Linked DNA regions of Podarcis muralis: region 2 is linked to region 1. Evidence: chromatin contacts called from public Hi-C data. All regions are on one chromosome and are shown on one strand. The core of a region is the stretch at or near the end of the contact, and the rest is flanking DNA. Distances in the headings are between cores, read along the strand shown. Region 1 holds the start of LYRM9 (LYR motif containing 9). Region 2 holds the start of NF1 (neurofibromin 1).

Region 1 (4,701 bases), core at 1,100-3,599:
CAAACTAAATGACAGGCAAAGCCAATTCCTTTAGTCCCTACCCTGTCCCTTGCTGAGTTCTACCAGGACAACACTGATGATATGGAGGAGGAAGATGCCTGTTGGGCGAGACAGCCTGCAAAACACCTTCCAACTCTAAAATGCATTTGAATCCTGGAAAACAATAATTCTGAAATGCAAGAATATCCAGCAAAAAAAATAGCTGAAGTCCTGAGACATATCAGCTTCTGCTCTCTCTCACTCTCTCTCCCACCTGCAGAAATCAAACGCACATATGTGCCAGGACTTGGAAGGGCTTACTGTCACCTAAAAAGCACCGATCAAAGCTTTAAATTTACCGCTCCGATTGCCACCTAAAAATTAATACATTAGTGAAAGCAGTTTTGTTTACGAGTCGCTCTGCCAATAAATCAGGAAAGCATGGGGGAGGAATGTTGGACGCCATGAGCGCACTGTGCCACAGGCTTGCACATGCTCACATTCCACAATGCCTGTTTACTGCACCTTGGTGCAATTCCATGCGCTTCCATGCGCAATCTGCCTCCTGTGGTCCGTGCTGCCTGAGGTTAAATTTGCTATTTTCACACCTTGAAGTCCAAAGGTGTGTTCCCACCCATACCCATAGCCTCCCCCCACCCCACCGAGGCAGCTGCGTTGCACCCACCCACCAGAGACACCCGCACATGTCGGATTTGCTGCCTCCAGCATTGATCAGTGGTTCAAGAGCATCAGCCGGGGAGACCCGTTCAGATCCCTGCAAGGCCATGAAGCTAATAAAAAGGTAAAGGGACCCCTGACCATTAGGTCCAGTCGCGGACGACTCTGGGGTTGCGGCGCTCATCTCGCTTTATTGGCCGAGGGAGCCGGCGTACAGCTTCCAGGTCATGTGGCCAGCATGACTAAGCCACTTCTGGTGAACCAGAGCAGCACACGGAAACGCCGTTTACCTTCCCGCTGGAGCAGTACCTATTTATCTACTTGCACTATGACGTGCTTTCGAACTGCTTGGCAGGACATGAAGCCAATAGGGCCGACCTATTGCTCCCACCGTCTCAGACTCGCCTACCTCACAGGGTTGTTGTGCGCCTGCAAGTAAGCAGGGAGCACTCTTTACGCAGCCTTGAGCTCTTTGGAGTAAAAGAGGGGTAGAAATGCGCTCAGCCCGCATTGCCTTAACTTGGGGGCTGCCTCAGCCGCTTTGCACCATGTTAATAATAATAATTTATTATTTATACCCTGCCCATCTGGCTGGGCTTCCCCAGCCACTGTGGGCGGCTTCCCAAAAAATATTAAAATACTGTAATACATCAAACATTAAAAGCTTCCCTAAACAGGGCTGCCTTCAGATGTCTTCTAAAAGTCTGGTAGTTCTTGTTCTCTTTGACATCTGGTGTCAGTGAGGGAACTGCCAGAAGGCCCTCAGAACTGGACCTCCATTGGGGGTGGAGACGCTCCTTCAGATACACTGGACCAAGGCCGTTTAGGGCTTTAAAGGTCAGCACCAACACTTTGAATTGTGCTTGGAAATGTACTGGGAGCCAGTGTAGGTCTTTTAAGACCGGTGTTATATGGTCTCGGCGGCCACTCCCAGCCACCAGTCTAGCTGCCGCGTTCTGGATTAGTTGCAGTTTCCGGGTCACCTTCAAAGGTAGCCCCACGTAGAGTGCATTGCAGTAATCCAAGCGGGAGATAACCAGAGCATGCACCACTCTGGCGAGGCAGTCCACAGGCAGATAGGGTCTCAGCCTGAGTACCAGATGGAGCTGGTAAACAGCTGCCCTGGACACAGATTTGACCTGTGCCTCCATGGACAGCTGTGAGTCCAAAATGACTCCCAGGCTGCGCACCTGGTCCTTCAGGGGCACAGTTACCCCATTCAGGACCAGGGAATCCTCCACACCTGCCCGTCTCCTGTCCCCCAAAAACAGTACTTCTGTCTTGTCAGGATTCAACCTCAATCTGTTAGCCGCCATCCATCCTCCAACCTCCTCCAGACACTCACACAGGACCTTCACCGCCTTCACTGGTTCTGATTTAAAAGAGAGGTAGAGCTGGGTATCATCCTGGGACGCCCCTCTTGCATTCTGGGGTTTGCAACCTTTGCACTGCATTCCACCCTCCCCTTCACCTCCCGATCAGTTTTACAGGCCTTCCCCAGTATACAGTCTCCAACGGCCCCCTGTGCACGAAGCACCCCAGCTCACGCCACACGCATATATGCACATTCCCTGTTGCAAAAGCTCCCTTACCAAGAAGCTGACCTCCTCCTGGCGCATGCGCGGTCCCTTTTTCCAGGACACCTCTGCCGTCGGTTCTCCGAGCAACATAGAGATAAAAAGTAGTGAAGGGACAAATCCTATTTGCTGGATACGAAGCTTCCGGGTTCTCTTTAGAAGCCGCCCTACTCAGCACACGTTTACTCAGGAGTAAATCTCAGGGAGTTCAGTGTGGATTAATTCTAGGGCAGGCACCCCCAAACTCGGCCCTCCAGATGTTTTGGGACTACAACTCCCATCACCACTAGCTAACAGGACCAGTGGTCAGGGATAATGGGAATTGTAGTCCCAAAACATCTGGAGGGCTGAGTTTGGGGATGCCTGTTCTAGGGAAGTGGGATTAGACTGTCTTCTCCTAGCAGATCCGCAGCAGATATGTAAATCTCATTCAACACACATTCCAAGCACAAAACCCGCAAAGAATCCGGGAACTAAGGTTTGCCAAGGTGCTAAGGATTGTGGCTCTATATGGAAGCGGGAGGGAAGGGATTATTGGAGGGAAATCGTGAGCTCTAAATGTATGCAGGAAAGCTTCGTATGGAGAGATCACTAAAGATATTCAGAATTTCACAGTAGCTGCTTGGGTTTAGGTCCCAGGGCATTGTTCAGCCATTACAGAATTATAGAGTTGTAGAGTTGGAAAGAGACCACGAGGGTCATCTAGTCCAACCCTCTGCCATGCAGGTATCTCAGCTAAAGCATCTCAGCTAAAGTCGAGCCTGGTTGTGGATAAATTATTATTATTATTATTATTATTATTATTATCCAGAATTAATTCTTTCTAACTCAGGTTTTATTTTGTATGGAGTCATAATCACCATCAGTATTAATAATATTTAATATAGTATTATTATTAATTATATTATTATTATTATTATTATTAACAGCAAAAACAACAATATTCTTTCCAACGGGCCTTGTTTTGTATGGAAAAAATATTGCTATGAATATCATTCTGCAAAATAAAACCTTGCTTTTTGTATTGGTTATTTATTGAGCATTCATTTAAGAAAGAAACAAAAGAGAAATAAGTACACATAGAAGGGGTTAAGCAAAACAAAATCGTCTGCTTCTTGCTATGTTTTTTGTTGTTGGTTGCAAAAGAAGTAACTACAATTCTTAGATTCTATTATCTGTGATTCTAACAGTAGCTCAGTGAGTTCGCATCAGCGAATGATCACGCTTACTCCATGCAACGAAAAGCTTCACCACAATCACACCTAAATCTTGGATGGAAAAAAACTCACTGCAACACGAATTTCAGTCCGCGCGTGGCTCTAACCTTTTTGTATCTCTGTGGTACATAATCAGCGACGGGGGGGGGGGGGTTGACGCAGGCGCGCTTCAGGCAGTGAAAGGGCGCCCTCTGGCGAGCAAGACGCGGGTCTTCTCTTGACAGCAGTTTCTGCAGGAAAATCCCGCGCTCTCTTGCTGCCATACCAAGGCTGTGTGATAAACGGTAATCCAACAGGTGCAGTTTTTCCAGTAAAGCCTTGTCTGTTGGATATCTGCCTGCAATGCCCCTTTCCAGCCATGGGAGGAATGTGGGGAGCGTTTGTGGGACACAGACATGCTAATGTGTCGTGGGCACAGTTTGGAAAGTTCTGCTCTACAAGTTAAGTGTTTGGCAACACTTAAATTTGGGGACCAGGAACAAAATCTCGCAGTGCACTGGAGGAGAGCCCTTTTTCCTTAGACTGGTGGCCCCAAAACAGGCATTTTCTGCTGTTGCTCCTGTACTAAGGGAGTGCCTTCCCCTCTGTGATACGTGAAGCAACAACCTTAAATTGCTTCTGACATTTAGTAAAAGCTTACATTTTTTATGCCCAGGCTTTCCCTAAGCCATAAGACTGGGTCCTGTTTCATGAATTTCAGTTTCATTGGCTTTTATGAAACAAATGTTTTCATAATACTTTGATGTGGTTTTTATAGTGCTGTCTTGACTCGTTTTGGGCTGTGTGTTTTTGTTCGAATGTTAAATTGGTTTGTGGCTGTTTTTCAGACTGTACACCGCTTTGAGAATTTTTGAAATATTAAGCGCTATAGAAATGCGATAAAATGCGATAAAACTGCTAGCGCATTTGCAAAGCTCAGCAGCATCCGGCGTGGTTTCAAATTGGATGGGGGACTGTGTGTCGAGATTCCTGCATTGTACTACATGACTCTCTGGTTCCCTTCCAACTCTACCATTCTATGATTCTAAATGCATCCCATTGCTACTTCTGGACCACCTTCATCAGCCCTGACTGAGTGACAGCCTCTTCCAGTCCTTCTTTTGAGATCCACTTAGATGCCAAGGATTGAACATGGGTCTCAGCTTGAGCTATGGCCCTCAGTCCCTCTCCGCTGTCACGTCCGTGTCTTTTGCTGGTGCCATTCTTATGGGTCCATAAATTACCATATAGCATATATTCAACACAAAAAA
Region 2 (4,701 bases), core at 696-3,195, 250 kb before region 1:
CACATCTTTCTTCCTTTAAGAGGAGGAAAATGCTGGACTGCATCCAGCTACTTCTTTATTCCATTCAAGGAAGACCCATTTTCCAGTTCTCTCTTGACTTAAACATACACATCCAGCCCTCACAGAGTAGAACTCAATTGGTACAGTTGCCAGCATCCAGCTCAGTTGGTTAGAGTGTGGTGCTGATAATGTTGCAGATTCGATGTCCTTAAGGAACAGCTGCATGTTCCTGCATGGCAGGGGGAAGGACTAGATGATCCTCAGCGTCCCTTCCAACTCCCGTGCCATTTCCAAAGAAAATGAATCCAGCACATCCTTAGAAAGGGCCAGTAAACTCCATCCCACAAGACTGACGAAAAGTACTCTGGTACCTTGCAAACTGGCAGGTTTATTGTGACAGAAGCTTTCAAGGACCACAGCCCACTTTTGTCATATGCACAGCCACCTCTAGACCACGAAAGCTCCTGCCACAACAAACGTTTTAAGTATTTGAGGTGTCATAAGTTTATTTTATTGCAAACCTAGAGATAAAATGCAAAGGCATAACAACAGCTGTTTCTCATCTCCCCTCAAAAGTCACACAGCCCGTTGGTACCACTGATAAAGTGACACCCAACTAGATCAGCTACTGCTCTTCAACTCACCTCCAGGATGCCCTACTACAGCTGTTACTCAAAAGAACAACAACACACAACTCCAGTTCATCTCTGGCGGGGCAGAGGGAAAAATGGGCTCACCCCACTTGAAATGAGCTTTAGCACATCATCCGCACAACTCAAAGCAGGGTGTGGGTAGGGTTCCTAAATGGCCAACACCAACTCTCATCCCTCAAAGACCCCAAGATCACAGTAAGCAACAACCATATATACAATTCCAGAGCAAACTTGATGGGGGGGGGGAGGGGAAAGATGGGATTCATGCCCACCACAAATGTGCATGTTCCACACTCTTTATGTTCATGTATAGCAAGAGATGGGACTCTTCCCCCCCCCTTTAATCAGTTTGGGTGTGTATCGCCTGGGAGATCTGCAAGGATGCTTTGCATCCATAAACACACACACACTGACTAAAAGGCACTAGCACATCCCTAAAGGGTCCCCATCTCCTCTCCCTGAAGAAGACCAGAGAGAGTGAGGAAAACGTACGCACACTTTTCCCTTGCATGGCACCCCAATTCCTCAATCTTTTCCCCAGGAAGCTTTGCCTTCCCACCCAGCCACCCCCCCCCCAAAAAAAAAAAAAATCACGGCATCCTTTGAAAGGAGCAGAGGGAGTTACCTCGCAAAGGCATCCTCCCTTAAGAGGTTGTGGGTTCTCCTTCCTCAGTGGTTTCTAAGCATTTGTCAAAGGATGCTTTAGTCGAGATTCCTGCATAGCAGGGGGTTGGACTAGAGGACCCTGGGGGGCCCCCTTCCAACTGTACAATTCTAGGATCCGACGACGACACTTTCTGAGGGGGAAACGGGCCCCCTCAGAAAAGACACACACATATATAAATATATATGCATTCGTCCCTGCTTGGAACCCCCCCCAAGGGCCTTCCAGCCCTTCCCCCAAAGGGCCCCCCCACCCTATGCCGCCTCCCCCCCCCACATATCCTGCAGCCCACAGGGCCGTTACCTGCTCGTCGAAGCGGCTGACCACGGCCTGCACCCACTCCACCGGCTTGTGGGCCGCCATGTCCCGCCGCCCAGCCAGGCGGGGGAGGAGGAGGAGGAGGGTCTCGACGCCCCCGCCCCTTCTTCCCCCTCGGCTCGATCCGGCCGCCGCCGCCGCCGCCGCGCTCTCAGCTCCCCTCCTCCTCCTCAGCCATCACAGCCTACGAGCCACCATGACACCACACCGGAAGCGGGGACCAGAGTCCGCCCCCAACGCCAGCCCCGGACGCCGGGAGAGAGAGAGGGAAGCGGGGGGAGCGACAAGTGGGGCGGGGGTGGGGGGGGGGGAGAGCGAGCGAGAGAGGAGGGAACCAAGGCAAGGCGCATGCGCGACGGGCGGAGGGAGCTCGGGCCGCGACGCATGCGCGCACGCGGTGGGTGGCTTGAGGGGGGAAAGAGCTCGGAAGCCAAAGGGCAGCGGCGCACGCATGGGGAGAGGGTGGGAGAAAGCCGAGGCAGCGCGGCGCAGGCGCCGCGGGTGGGAATAAGGGCGCATGCGCACGGGAGGCGGGGAGGGGCGCGGGAAAGCCGAAGGGGGTAGGGCGCAGGCGCGGCGCGGAAATGTGCGGCAGGGGTTGAGGAGAAAACTGAGTGGGAAAGCCGACCAGCGAGCGAAGGGAAGCACTACTGCGCAGGCGCGGTGAAGAGGACAGGATGGATTGGAAGAAGGTAGCTGGGTTTATATACTGCCGGTTTTAAAAAAATCAACGCTGACTTCAGTGGGGCTGTTTTTATTATGTAATCCTTAATGATTTTAGCTTAACTGCTCGGTATTTTTTGTGTGTACGTAAATGATGAAGATATAGGATGAGATTTTTTTTAAAAAAAACAAAAAACATTGGAATAAACCGAAACCAGATGTCGAATTTAAATGTTTGTTTAATTGATGGACAAAACAGTCCGAACAGGAAGGCATTAAATGCAGCATTCCTATAACTCCTTTCTAAAATTTATGTTTTGTTTTCCATGGTACAGAGGATACATTTAGGGTGTAAAGGTAAAGGTACCCCTGCCCGTACGGGCCAGTCTTGCCAGACTGTAGGGTTGTGCGCTCATCTCACTCTATAGGCCGGGGGCCAGCGCTGTCCGCAGACACTTCCGGGTCACGTGGCCAGCGAGACGAAGCTACTCTGGTGAGCCAGAGCCGCACACAGAAACGCCGTTTACCTTCCCGCTAGTAAGCGGTCCCTATTTATCTACTTGCACCCGGGAGTGCTTTCGAACTGCTAGGTTGGCAGGCGCTGGGACCGAGCAGCGGGAGCGCACCCCGCCGCGGGGATTCGAACCGCCGACCATGCGATCGGCAAGTCCTAGGCGCTGAGGTTTTACCCACAGCGCCACCCACGTCCCATACATTTTGGGTAAACAACTGTTAAAACAACAAACAACTTCTCCCGATAAAATTAGATACTGCATTCTACAACTCTTGATTCCTCTAACAACAAAGAATTGTAGAGTTGGAAGGGACTCCAAGGGTCATCTAGTCCAACCCCCTGCAATGCAGGAGTCTCAATATGCCATTTTAGCTCTCTAGCTATTACTCTTGACGAGTTAGATGGACGTCATACAATAATAATGATGATGATGATGATGATAAACTTCCTGGTTTCCTGAGCTAGTTTATTAGGACAAATGGGGCTCTTCCCACCAATGTTGAGTCTGTTTACGGTTCTTATATTCCTTCGTGACCCTGATACTTCGTGCTACCAGTTTTGCAAATTTTATTTTTTGCCAGCTTGTCCACTAGAGGTCACTCGCTTGACGCGAAAACATTTGGTGCGTTAAGGGGTGGAGCAGAGAGGAGAAAACCAGAGTGTACTTTGCTTTCATTTACTCAACAATTCTCTGTTCCCATATTTCTTCACTGTCATTGAGACTTTAAGCTGGAAAGTTCCCCCCACTGAGCTACAATTTGCAGAGCGGCTTACAACATGCAAAAACACATAACTGCAACACAACAAAAGAAGACCGAAACAGTAAATTAACCATTAAAAAATGCAAAACCAAACAGAACAATTTCCACATAAATTGCAACAAAATAAAAGAGACAAAAAACCAACAGCAGCAACTCTCCCCTTTCCATATGCCTTTCCTTCTTGTTTGTCCTTTTTCCTGTTTTGTGAACATTAATAAATATAGCTTTTTTTTAAAAAAAAAAAAGAGGTTGAATGGAATAGATGTTGAGAAGAGCAGGTTCATGGCACAGAAGCTGTTCTTCGCATGCAACTCCTTGCCTTTCTGGACACAGCTCTCTGTTCAATAAAGCTTTCGTTGCAGGCCTAGCCTTTGCTCCTTCTGTCTTCATCATGACAATAGTACTAGGATGCTCTGCGATACCATTGCACATCATTAAGGTGTCTCCCAACTCTAGATCCAGTTCCATTTGCAGGTTCACATTGCTGAAGACACTGCTGTCTGACCACATTTTTTGTTCAGCGTTGAGCCTGATGAGGAGTTCTAGCTCACAACTTATCTTGGCTGACCCTAATGCAGGTGTTTTTACTGCTTATTCCAGCACTGGTGTTAACAAAGACTCACTGCACAATCTCAGTTATCCCACACACCCCAATAAAGAGGAGAAATACCAGGATTAGAGAGAGGCGACTGTTGTGTGTCTGTTGTGTAAAACCCTGCAGATCAGAAGTAGTCACATGGGCCTAGCTAAAACTAATGACACAGAGAGATGAACGCTTGTTGCCTCAGGCCCTTTTCACTGAAAAAACAACCAGGTCTGATGCTCGGTGAGTCTTGTGACCTTGCCATTGTATCATGAACTCGGGATATAGCCACCTCCTTATATGATGTCATGGCATCAGGGTAATGAGGGAACTCCATTATTCTGATCTGTAACCTGAAGATAGCAGAGACCAAACCACTGGGTGAACTTTCTGTTTTTACGCTACAGGAAGGAAATGAAACAGGCGAAAACTATGTCAAGCTGCAGGGCATCAGGCCAAAAGACCTGTTTGTAAAGCGTGAGTCAAAGCCTGCGAGACTAGCAGAATATCCAGGCCTGCCAACATATAAATCTCACATATTCCAC

The links. Hi-C and Micro-C count contacts between places; a contact is called where the count stands out from the background.
Region 2: a Hi-C map of tail shows a contact between it and region 1, with 2.2 times the contacts expected there. The contact joins the promoter of NF1 here to the promoter of LYRM9 in region 1. A contact is called at or near these places in 2 of 3 Hi-C or Micro-C datasets (blood and tail).

What each region holds. Positions count from the first base shown.
Region 1 is chr15:36,998,644-37,003,344 of rPodMur119.hap1.1, reverse strand. LYRM9 (LYR motif containing 9) reads right to left here and starts at 2,349. Exons shown (of 4, transcript XM_028708635.2): 1 at 2,250-2,349.
Region 2 is chr15:37,250,652-37,255,352 of rPodMur119.hap1.1, reverse strand. It overlaps NF1 (neurofibromin 1), which reads right to left and starts at 1,945. Exons shown (of 57, transcript XM_077919455.1): 1 at 1,621-1,945. The coding sequence starts at 1,680. It overlaps LOC144325652 (a long non-coding RNA gene), which reads left to right and starts at 2,175. Exons shown (of 2, transcript XR_013390851.1): 1 at 2,175-2,327; 2 at 2,634-3,940.